2 separate regions of the Mus musculus genome follow, and region 2 is linked to region 1. A link is a contact called in public HiChIP or PLAC-seq data. All regions are on one chromosome and are shown on one strand. Each heading gives the region's core, a stretch centred on a gene start, on an enhancer-like site or on the middle of the called end of the contact. The rest is flanking DNA. Distances are from core to core; before and after follow the strand shown.

Region 1 (5,663 bases), core at 1,595-4,094:
CCGTGCTGGCACTTCATATACACATGCTGCCACACCAGGCTTTTATGTGAGTGGTAGGAATCCAAACTCAGGTCTTCATGCTTATGCCCTTTACTGTTGGAGTCACCTCCTCAAAAATGCTTCTTTATGCAGTGCTATGAGCAGATGGAAGAGCGTTTGGGAGAACTTGACATTACCTTTCCTTTCTTAGCAGCATTTTTAACCTAGTGGGCAAATAGCTGCTTATCTCATAGATACCGAATCTATTCAGACTGGTCACTTCCATTTTAACTCGTGCAACAGACTAGTTTTGAGAGACCCAGTTGTGCATTTGGAATGGCCTTACCAGAGCAGAGCCAAACAATCCCTTTTAGGTATGCACCTTCCCTTAGCTCTGGCTCCAACAAGAAAGCAAGAGGGCACTAACCATTGCAGCATCCCTGTCAGTGAATGCCAGGCTTCCCCTGCCCCTGGTCTGGCCTTTGCACACTAGCATCTTGGGGACCGGGGTCACCCACCTGCACATACTAATGAGACTCATTAACACCAGGGGACCAAGAGGCTTGCAAGGGACATTATTGTGGCCATTCTCTCCTTTGACAAAGGACCTCATTGTCACTTTCCCTTCTTTCTTCCCCTGTCTGTCATTAAAGCTGAAGTGGGGTCAGGGCAGGGGTGGGTGAGTGGGTGGTGGGTGGTTGAGGGTGGAGAAACCTTCCCTAACAGCTCCCTAGAACTTTGAAAGACTCAGCTGTTCTGAGAACAAAACAACTCCGCATACGTCTCCTAGTTGGATAAACACTTTCTCTGCTCTACACCCTGACCTGGAGAGGCTCCTGCTTTAAACAGAGTCTAAAGCTTTCCTGTGGCATGGAACATCAGTGGAGTGATGTTGATGTTGCAGGGAACCACTTGCTACTTTTACTGTAGAGATTTCAAGAGGATAATTTGGAAAGTCTTGCATAGTCCTGGGGCCTGGGATGGATTGGGTTAATATTCTTTCCTTGCCACTCATACATGAATGGGACTCACTGGGCTGTGTGACCATGAGAACGTACCTATGTCAGAACATTATCCAGAGAATATAAGCTGCTGAAAGTGGCTGAGGAGTTCTCAAGCAGGGGGCATGTGGCTCTTGTCAGAGCCTGGAACAAGGCACTAGTAATCTATGTGGCTCTGCTGGGCATTTAGCCAGAATTACCTATTCTGTTGTGTGGCTCTGATGGAACGTTCCTAGTCAATGGGGGTGTGCTCTTATGCTATTGGTCTAGGGGATGGTCACAGGTTTAAAGACATCAAAGATTTTAGTTGTGCGGACAGAGCAAAGATAGATGCTGCCACTGAAACATCCTTAGACAATGTGCAGACAGACATTATCTTTGTGTTGCTATTATTATTGTTCCTTATTTGATTATTTGGGAGGGGGGTAAGAAACAGAAGTATTTTTAAACTACAATAAACATGTTAAAAATATGGAGAGTGGGGCGAATCCAAGAAAGAAATTGCTTGTGGCTCTACTGTCCCGGAAGGGACAATCCTAACGAGTGTCCTGATCGACTCACTTCCGACCTTTGAGGAAGGAGCTCCTCTCTAAGGGGACATTTGGGATGTGCACATATTTATTTTTTATGATGGCTGAAATTCTTTCATGTAATTTTAAATCCTGTCACTTGAATTCAGCAGAAAAACCCAAGTTCTTGTATCATTATATTCTTTTGAAACCAAACTGTCTCTTTTTGTTGTTGTTGTTGTTGTCATCTTAAAAAAAATCATTGTCCCTCTGGCATGGTTTTCTGAGAGAGACTTAAAAACCTACCCTGATAGAGGCTTTCTTGTGGAAGCAGTTATTTAAGACAAGGTTCTTCCAGTAGGAGACCTCCTATTTGTTTCTGATAAGAGCATGATACACAAGGTTTCACGTCTTCAGTGTCATTTGGGGGCAAAAAGAGGGTGGTCCAAGAGTCTGAAAGCACATTAGTTATTTTCTATGTTGGTCTTTGTGGGTGGCGAAGTCATTTCCTACCAACGAATGCAATGCTTTTGTCAGAATCTGATCTCCATGTAGTAGACCTCTCAGGAACTCATTTTCTGTTCTTTACCTAATTGCTGTCTTCTAAGCCATCTATTGAAACACACATCTCCTTTGCTGTGTAAAAGACTAAAGCCCAAGCTGGGCATGGTGGCGCACACCTTTAATCCCAGTACTTGGGAGGCACAGGCAGGCGGATTTCTGAGTTCGAGGCCAGCCTGGTCTACAAAATGAGTTCCAGGACAGCCAGGGCTATAAAGAGAAACCCTGTCTTGAAAAACAACAACAACAACAACAACAACAACAACAACAACAACAACCACCACCAAAACAACAAAACAAAACAAAGCAAAACAAAAACAAAAACTAAAGCTCAGATAAGACTTCATGCGCTGTCCCCACCGGAAGGTAGACCTGCTTTCTTACTTCTCACTGGGTTCCTTCCCAGTCCCTTCTCCCGCTCCTTTACTTTTGCCTGGCACTTCTTGCTTCCATGCAGGTGTGTCTTAGCCCAGCCTCCGAGTCTAAGGATGCTCTCCTTGAAAACAAACCAGCACTGCACATATTCAATGCCACACAATTAGATCTCAAAATAGCTAACCGTGGATTCTTTAAAATAAAAGATACCATCCCAGTGGAAGTGACACGCTTCCAGAGACACCTTCAGGAAAGCAGTTCTACCTTAGTGAAGAAGAATCAAAACAAAACAAAAATAACAATTAAAGGAATGTTGGCAAAGTGAAATAGAAAGTGATGTGGTTTAGGCAGGAACTAGCATACAGGAAATGCTGACCCAAAAGATAAAGACAGAGCATGACCACTGAAGTATCTCCCTCATCTAGAAACACCTACATAATGAATGCTAAGTAAGAGGAAAGAAAATGAGCAGGCACAGCATTAATCAGCTTTTATCTCTGTGTTGTAAAGCAACGTATGTCTTGATAAAGTCTCTATAGCAAGAAGCATACAGTCAATGAGACCACACACCTGATGAGCTGGGGGGGTGGGGTCTCTGTTTTAACCTCAAGCCCTCCAGCAGCTGTGTTAGCCAACTTTCCATCACTCTCACAAAATACCTGAGAAAATCAATTTAATAAACAAAGGGTTTATTTTGGGGCTTATGGTTTCTAAGAGTTCAGTTGCCTGGCCTTGTTGGTTTGGGCCTTTGGTAGCATTGCACATCATAGCTGGGCTGCTGAGGCAGTTCATCAGATTAGAAGTGGGGTCCCAATATCCATCACTAATACCCTGCACAGATGACCTAGCTTCCTTCCACCAGGAACCTCCTAAAAGGTTCTACCTACCATCTCTCATTAGTGACCGAGACTGGTGATCAGGTCTTTAATACATGGGTTCATAAGAGCCATTTCCAATCAAACTTAAAGCAACAGCATTGCCTTTAGCTCTCAGTTCAGAGACTTGCATGTTCTCTCTCTCTCTCTCTCTCTCTCTCTCTCTCTCTCTCTCTCTCTCACACACACACACACACATCTAGATGGAAATGTTTGTGACATTAAAATGACCTGTGAAATTGCTGGTTTCATACAAGGCTTTTGAGATGTAAAATGGAAATGACAAATACAACCAAGTACTTTTCCACCAATAGCTCAATAGCTCAGGTCTCTGATGGTGGAGAAGAGTTCCCTGAGTGAGGTATATGGAGAATATGGGCCCAAGCCAAGGTGTAGAGGGATCAGGGTAGCTTCCTGCTTTACTAATGACACAGTGCATTTGTGGGCCAGTTGAGAGCTTCCAGGAACATTTCATATCCCTGAGCTCATATGTTTTCCTGTGACACTTCATAGACTGGCTGGAAGAGAGAAGAAGTCCTCTCTCGCCATTGGGTGGGAGACCATGCTAGGAATGGATGCCGGGGAACTCACGTGGCCTGGACGGAAGAGAACCCTAACAGGCTGGAGCTTGCCTATCAATACTGACTTCTGACCAACAGATGTATGCGCTTTGGAACACAACTAAGCTTCTGGTTTTGGTGAAAATAGTTAGGTTACAGTTATTAATTAGCATACCTACTAGTTTACCTGTTAACTCATAGGTAAAGAAAAAAACAACAACAGCTAAAACAGTTCCCTATGAAGTATTTGCAGGAGCTAGAGTTGACTACCAGGAGAAAGATGACTAGGTAACCAAGCCATGAGAATGTCTAGAGAAAAACCATGAGGTTTTCCATAGCATCTTCTTCCTACTAAACAATCACTACTTCCACTGCCAGGAAGTAGTTGAAAACCATGACTATTCATGGGTATGTGTTGTGAAGGGAATACCAGTTCATTGGTGGCTAAGGCCAGCTGTTGCTGACATGGTGAGTGTGTGAGCTGCAACTGGCCGAGGAGGCTTTCCCTTATCCCAGCAGAGAGATGGATTCAGAGGCTCACATGCAATCTGTCTGAGAACGATCTTAGGGCAAGTGGCCTGGTGATCATATCTCCAAAAAAGTTTGTGTCCTAGGCCATTGAGCTTGACACACACTGTGACGTGCTGCGGGACTCAGTTTCTCTGATGGAGTCATTCAGGGAGTAGAATGGGCTCTCAGGGGGAAAGTGTGATTCGATGGGATTCAAGTTTCTCATTAACACTAGTAAGGATGGTGGATCTTAAGTTGCCAATATAGCATGGTGTGCCACGAGATTTTTCAATGACCTGTGCATTCAGAGCTTCCTTCCGCCTGTGTCTTGTTTTTGTTTCTGCTGTGGTCTGCTGTCTATGGCACTGTAGGTCTCATTGTTTGAGCCTCCAGCTCCCAACATCTTGGGATAGGTGACTGTTAAGACCCAAGCCTGGGCCCCGGCAGCCCTAAGAAGCTAGGCTGGGCCACCTGCCCTCAGTATACCAGTTAAAGAAATACGAAATTGTGAAAGTCAGAGAAAGGAGACATGTTCACTGTGGCCACATCAGGAAGAAGAACAAGGAAGGATTTCAAGGACCTTGAAGTCTATTTTAGAGTCCTGAGAGGAGGGTTAGGTTTAAGTGAGGAACAGTCCTGAGTAAGCGTGGTCACATGCACTCTCTCTGCTCCAGTCCTCGGCAAAGTGGCCTGGAAGTGCTCAGAACTATGTGCGCTCTTCCTGGGAGGCATGTTCTCCCTCTGACTGGCACCAGCCTGCTCCCTCTCCCAGTGTGATGATCCTGGGGAATTCTAATTCCTTGGGCAGGGGGCAGGGTTTCAAGTCTTAGGGCTGAAGACAGGGAGGGCATCTGTAGAAGGTAGGAGTAAAAACTTTTGCCAGAATGGCTGCAAGAGGATGGCCACAGGAGGATGGCCGTAGAGGGGTGGCTGCAGAATCTCTCAAATCCAGACCCAGAAGCCTCTGTGGTGATTCTACCAAATAGCTCAGCACTGTGGACCCATTCTTACAAATTCCTCTCTTCCCAAGGAAATACTAGGCCAGGAGTTCAAGGTCATGGGAGAGATTCCTAGGGAATTAACTTAGATGAGCTACAGATATAGCCCAGAGTGTAGACTCAAACTTTGTGTTGCCGTAAGGGAATAGAGTCATTCTTCTTAACTACTGCTTTTCCATTTTTCATTTTCAAATGACTTCGCTATCAGGTACACTGGTCTGTTTCAGAAGTTAGAATCTATAAGGTTTTCAGATCACAGTAACCCTCTGAATTTTCTGGGCATCTTCTTGGAGGT
Region 2 (5,663 bases), core at 1,558-4,057, 410 kb after region 1:
ATGTGCTCAATCCTCTATCTATCCATCATCTATCTATCCATCTATCATCTATCTATCTGTTTGTCTATCTGTCTGTCTATCATTTATCTTATTTTTTCAGAAGCAATGAAACTATGGAGAGTAGTGGGTAGCATAGTGAGAGGAGACAAAGGTGGAAAGATGAGGAGAGGAACTCTGTACAGGGTATCACACACCATCTATGACCTGTACTGTCAATGCTACACAAGTGTTGTAGAGCTTTCAGTAAAGGTCAGACAATCCTGATGATGAGAACAATGGGCCAAGCCAGAGGGCCCCATCTTTGCCCCCTCCACACTTTTACTCCTTTTTTCCCATTTTTATTAGGTATTTAGCTCATTTACATTTCCAATGCTATACCAAAAGTCCCCCCATACCCACCCACCCCCACTCCCCTACCCACCCACTCCCCCTTTTTGGCCCTGGCGTTCCCCTGTACTGGGGCATATAAAGTTTGCATGTCCAATGGGTCACTCTTTCCAGTGATGGCCGACTAGGCCATCTTTTGATACATATGCAGCTAGAGTCAAGAGCTCCGGGGTACTGGTTAGTTCATAATGTTGTTCCACCTATAGGGTTGCAGATCCCTTTAGCTCCTTGGGTACTTTCTCTAGCTCCTCCATTGGGAGCCCTGTGATCCATCCATTAGCTGACTGTGAGCATCCACTTCTGTGTTTGCTAGGCCCCGGCATAGTCTCACAAGAGACAGCTACATCTGGGTCCTTTCAATAAAATCTTGCTAGTGTTTGCAATGGTGTCAGCGTTTGGATGCTGATTATGGGGTGGATCCCTGGATATGGCAGTCTCTACATGGTCCATCCTTTCATCTCAGCTCCAAACTTTGTCTCTGTAACTCCTTCCATGGGTGTTTTGTTCCCAATTCTAAGGAGGGGCATACACACTTTTACTCTTACCACTAGTTGGAAGCGCTTTTTTTTTTTTTTCTCTCGTCAATGGCAGACCTCAAATTCCTATGCTGGAAAAATGTCAAGGTCTTCAAGTTCTTTAAGAAGAGACTGCCCACTTCTTCTGAGGTTCACACCAGAAATGCTGGCTAGTATGTGGGGGAAAAGAGGCTTTCTTTGTGGTTTGCCAGCTTCATGGGCTGACACATAAATAAGCATAGGTAAATAATTTTCTGGAAACCAGCCAAGTAAAATGATATGTTCTCAGACCAACCTGGAGATCCGAGTCAGAAGTGAGGCCATCTTTGCCACAGTGCTCATGCATGGTTTACAGGTTCCCTGTTTAGCTGACTCCCTTGGAAGAGTCTGTATAATACCAGATCAAGCCTCCTTAGGTCTTACTCTAAAGACTGTCTCTAAACAGAGCAAAAGAGGAGACAGGCATCTTGAAGCTGAGAAGTGGGAGGGAGAACAGAGATAAGAGAAAAAAATAGGAGTTGAAATCTGTGATGGGCAACCACAGACCTCATGCCTAGGGGATTAAAACACTCTATAGTGATTATCCCCAAATGGATTGCATTGTGTCTTTTCATTGTGATGGTGCTAAAATGGTCACCAGGAAGTCAGAAAGTCAACTTCAGGTTTTCACCAGCATTTGTGTGTACCATGGGAACCCCTCACATGACCTGCATATGTTAGCTAAATGCCCCAAACCAATGGTAGATGCCTGGCATTGAAGAGCTCTGGAGATGCCTTCCTCCTGAAGAGCCACAGTGGCTTTTCAGAAGGCCTCTCTGGGTTTTACAGTCAGAGCCTCTGAAATTCTCAGGGCCCCAGGAGTGATCTTTACAGTCGTTATCTGTGTGTTCCAGGTAGCTGATGCTCTCTTGTTTAAAATTCTCCAGTGAGATTCCAGATTTGTCAGGGTGAACTTCAAAGTCCCTGTGTCCTTTGGTTACTGTGAGCCTTTGCAGGCCTCAGCCCCCTCTCTACGTGAAATATTTTCTTTCTGGCATTTTCAAGGATGGACCCCTTCTCATGTGTGTACGTGTGCATGTGTTTTCATGTGAGTGAGTTGTGTCCTTTATCAAGTGTCCTCTAATTCCTGACCCCTGACTGTTTTGGGACAGGGTCTCTCACAGCCTGCCAAGTAGACTAGGATGGCCGACCAGTGACCTCCAGTGGTCAGCCTACTTGCCTCCCCTTCCGGAGTCTGGAGTTTTAAGTGCTTACTCTTCCCATTCTGAAACTTGTGATGGACACCAAGCTTTCGTCAAACTCAGAGTTTCTCCTGCCTCTGCCTGACAAATGCAGGCACTAAAAGCGTACACCACTCTATTTTGCTGTTTGCCCTGCTCTAACTCCCTTTATTTTATATTCTCTCTGCTTTAACAATCGATGTCTCATCCCACTTTCTCACCATGTTCCTGTTCCATCCTGTTATTCCTCCCCTCCCCTTGCCGCCATCAAGACACTGTTGGTAAGATGCTGCTTCCTGTGAGACCTGCCCTGGAAGTGAGCTGGGCTATCCCTGTTCTCATCGAAGCTTAGGCTTGCTCTGTTGCTGCTCTGGATTCTCTGGGCATTTTCTCACTTAGTTTTCTTTTGCCTCTCCCTGGTGACTTTGACTTGCATGTGCAGTCTGTGATCTAAACACAGGGCACAACTGGTGACAGAAAAAAAAGATAAACAAATAAATGTGAGATAAAGAAATAAAAGGAAACTAGGCGTACTGACATTCTAATAAAGAGGTCTCTGTACTATCTATCATGCAGAGGCCCAAAATGCTGTCATAACCTTTTGCCTCCTCAGGCTGTGTAGGAACCATGCTAACCTCAGCCTCGGCAATGTGACAGATCTTCCTGGAATAACCAGAATCAGGGGGGCTGGGTGTCTCTTGCCCACACCCAGTGCTGTGTTCGCTTTCTGTGTTTCCTGTCTGCCCACTCACGTTTGATTTGGTCTCTTTCTCATCAGTGAGGCTATTTTCTTTCACAACATATGCTTATTTTTTATTTTGCCCATCCTTTTGAAATGCTCATGTCTCTCTGACATTTGTCAAAATGGTTTAATGTTTTTTATTTTATAAATTCACGTCTTTAGAGACCTGCCCTTGCAATTTAGGGATACAACCACCAGGTGGCAGGATGGCTTTCAAACTACCAGGCTCAGCCTATTGGCTGAATTCTGTAGGAAGTAGGTGTCTACCCAACTTAAGAATGGCAGCCCCTGCAGGGCACTTCTAGGGTGAGAAGCTCAGGGAGGGAAGACAGCCATTTAGTTATGAAAATGGAGGGGAAAAAAGTCGTCTGTGCAAATGCCTGGGGTCAGCAATTTAGGAGCACTGATTACCATCCATGGCGGTCCTTCTCCTCAAGAGTTAAGTCATCTGACAAGGTGTCCTTCAACCATGTTGGACACTGCCTTGATCTCACTCAGTAGGGATGCTCCATCTCTCAAATAGCCCTTTCTAAGCAACCTTTAGCACTGCCATGTCACTGATGTCTGTCCGGGTGGGTCTTAGAGCTATTCCCTCTTATTTGCCCCCTCCTCCAAGAAATCTGTCAGAAGAAATCAAAGGAAAAATTTTAAAAAAGGCCATGGTGGCTGTGTTCCATGCAATGTTTTGTTCTGTTTCCACCAGAAGGGAAAGATTCGAAATGTCCCACCACCTGGGTCCACTTGGTTTGCCTGAAGTTAATTCACTCACCAGCTGTCAGGGCTGCTTCTGTCCTTGGGTGAGATTTGGCTTGCTCACCCACTCTTCTGAGCTGCAACTGGGCCTGGCCTCATTAGAAGCCATGTGGCCTCCATAGCTGGCACCATTACTGTCCCTGGAGTCAACCCGGATTACATCAGCCTCCTCTGATGGCCCAGAGCAGATTTCACACTTTTTTTCCTCTTTCCAATTTGTGCTGTTTGGTTGCTGCCTTTGCATCCTGGGGAGTCGCTGTGTGGTATGCAGTCAGAGGGGCTGCCATGATTCTCAGTCTTGCTCTTACAGCTCAGCCCCACTTCTCCAACTCAGTGCCCCCGGGGGACTCCAGGTGGGGGTGAGCTTACAAACACTATCCACTTTAAATTTTTTTCTGAGTAACTCAGGTTGGTACTGTAGATGGTGAGGTTTTTGGCAGACTTATACTCCCCATCCTTTCTAACAGATGCATGGGAGAATCCCAAGAGTGCACACGGGAGCATATCTTTGTTCAAAAGGCTGGGCAGCCTTCTATTGACTTGACCCACACCAGGTGGGGGATACACATAGAGGCTTTCTCATGGAGTTAATGAAGCTGAACAAGAATTTACTCGGGTCTTCTATCACATTGCTGGGTACCATTTAGATGGATTGTGGGTGATGAAAATGAGCTTGAGTTATGCATGAGAAACGTTAAATTCCAGTCTTCACTGCACCCCTGTAAATACCTGCGCTGTTTAAGAGATATAAGAATGCATACTGCAGAAGACCAACATCGCCCAACAGGTGACAGAGACTCAGAACAACACTGTTCTGGGTCTTTCTAGACCAAACCTTGCATGCTCTCCTCTGAAGCAGTTCATGTCATTCCTAAGTCTGATTGTTTTTCAGTTCATAAAAGCAAGACTTGCTTAGTATAAAAAATTCAAAGACGTAGACAAATACAGTCTTTGAACTATCTTTGGCCCATGAGTCAGTGTTAACTTCACCAAACGATTTGATGTGTCTCCATTCTGTGGTTATTGTCAGCAATATTTCTAATACACAGCTAAGTAGATCAACAGATGGGCCAACACTCAGTTAACTCTTTCTCCATTGGTCTAAATTTGAGTCTTGTCTCACACAAATGGCAATCACAGGGTAGAGTTTGAATTCCCCCTTCAGGGACTATCAGTACTTGGAATATTTCTTGGCCAATAGCCTCAGTGCATGTGAAGCTGATTTGCACACTGGCAACTCGAAGTCCTGTGTGCAGATGCCTCACTTATCTACCTGCAGAGACGATGAGAGGAAATGCGCCACAGTGTCCGCACATTCTAGGAAGAGAAGATGCCATCTTGCTGACTATATTTCTCATGGGATTGAACACCTTCTATTTTGGTCATTTAGAGACAGGTTTTTCTATTCTTACTTTTTTGGTCAGTTATATATTTTATTTCCACTGTTGGAGATTTGACATTGCTATCTTCTGACCTGTTTATACGGAGTATATAAGTAGCTGATATATTTTATATCATATATTTTATATAGATCTTGATCTTTTCCATTTTACTCTGAAACATGAGAAGGTGAATTTGTCTTTCCTGGTTCCAATGAATAACAGTCCTCTCCCACCTCTCACCACAGATGCACACGGAGAGGCTTGGGCCAAACAGGAAAGTCATCCAAGTACCAGCTTACAGAAGGAAGTAAACTATAGCCAAGCCATTATTTTTTGACCTTCTCTGGTGTGCCTCCTCCTATTTATTCCTTCTCTCTCTAAAACTCCAAAGGAAAAGGCCAGGTTTTCTTCTATATCAACACTCTCTTCTGAAGATTTACTTATTAGCTTATTATTTGTGTGTGTGTGTGAAAAAGACATAGCCATTGCTCATGACTGTATGTGCATCATGTGTGTGCAGGGACCCAAGGAGGCCAGACAAAGGCAATGGGATCCCTGGAACTATGGTTATAGGCAACTGTGAGCCACGAACTATGTGGGTCCTAGGAAGTGATCCTGGGTCTTCTGCCAAACCAGTGAGTGCTCTTAAGCACTGAGCCATCTC

What was found. HiChIP or PLAC-seq counts read pairs in DNA pulled down with a chosen protein or histone mark.
Region 2: a BATF HiChIP or PLAC-seq map of CD8 T cells shows a contact between it and region 1, with 6 read pairs. The contact joins two enhancer-like sites. A contact is called at or near these places in 2 of 484 Hi-C or Micro-C datasets (cerebellar granule neurons and cortical neurons) and 1 of 115 datasets of contacts at active chromatin or transcription factors (CD8 T cells).

What each region holds. Positions count from the first base shown.
Region 1 is chr12:25,452,962-25,458,624 of GRCm38.p6, forward strand. The region is part of intron 9 of Gm36723 (a long non-coding RNA gene); the gene reads left to right. Among named protein-coding and RNA genes, the nearest start is that of Gm36886, 19 kb to the right of the region's middle. Within about 2 kb of position 2,845, at least 12 of the 459 cell types and tissues checked have an H3K27ac peak or open chromatin away from gene starts, as enhancers often do. A contact at or near this core is called in CD8 T cells, where this site is marked.
Region 2 is chr12:25,861,509-25,867,171 of GRCm38.p6, forward strand. No RefSeq gene overlaps it. Among named protein-coding and RNA genes, the nearest start is that of Gm29835, 110 kb to the right of the region's middle. Within about 2 kb of position 2,808, at least 27 of the 459 cell types and tissues checked have an H3K27ac peak or open chromatin away from gene starts, as enhancers often do. A contact at or near this core is called in CD8 T cells, where this site is marked.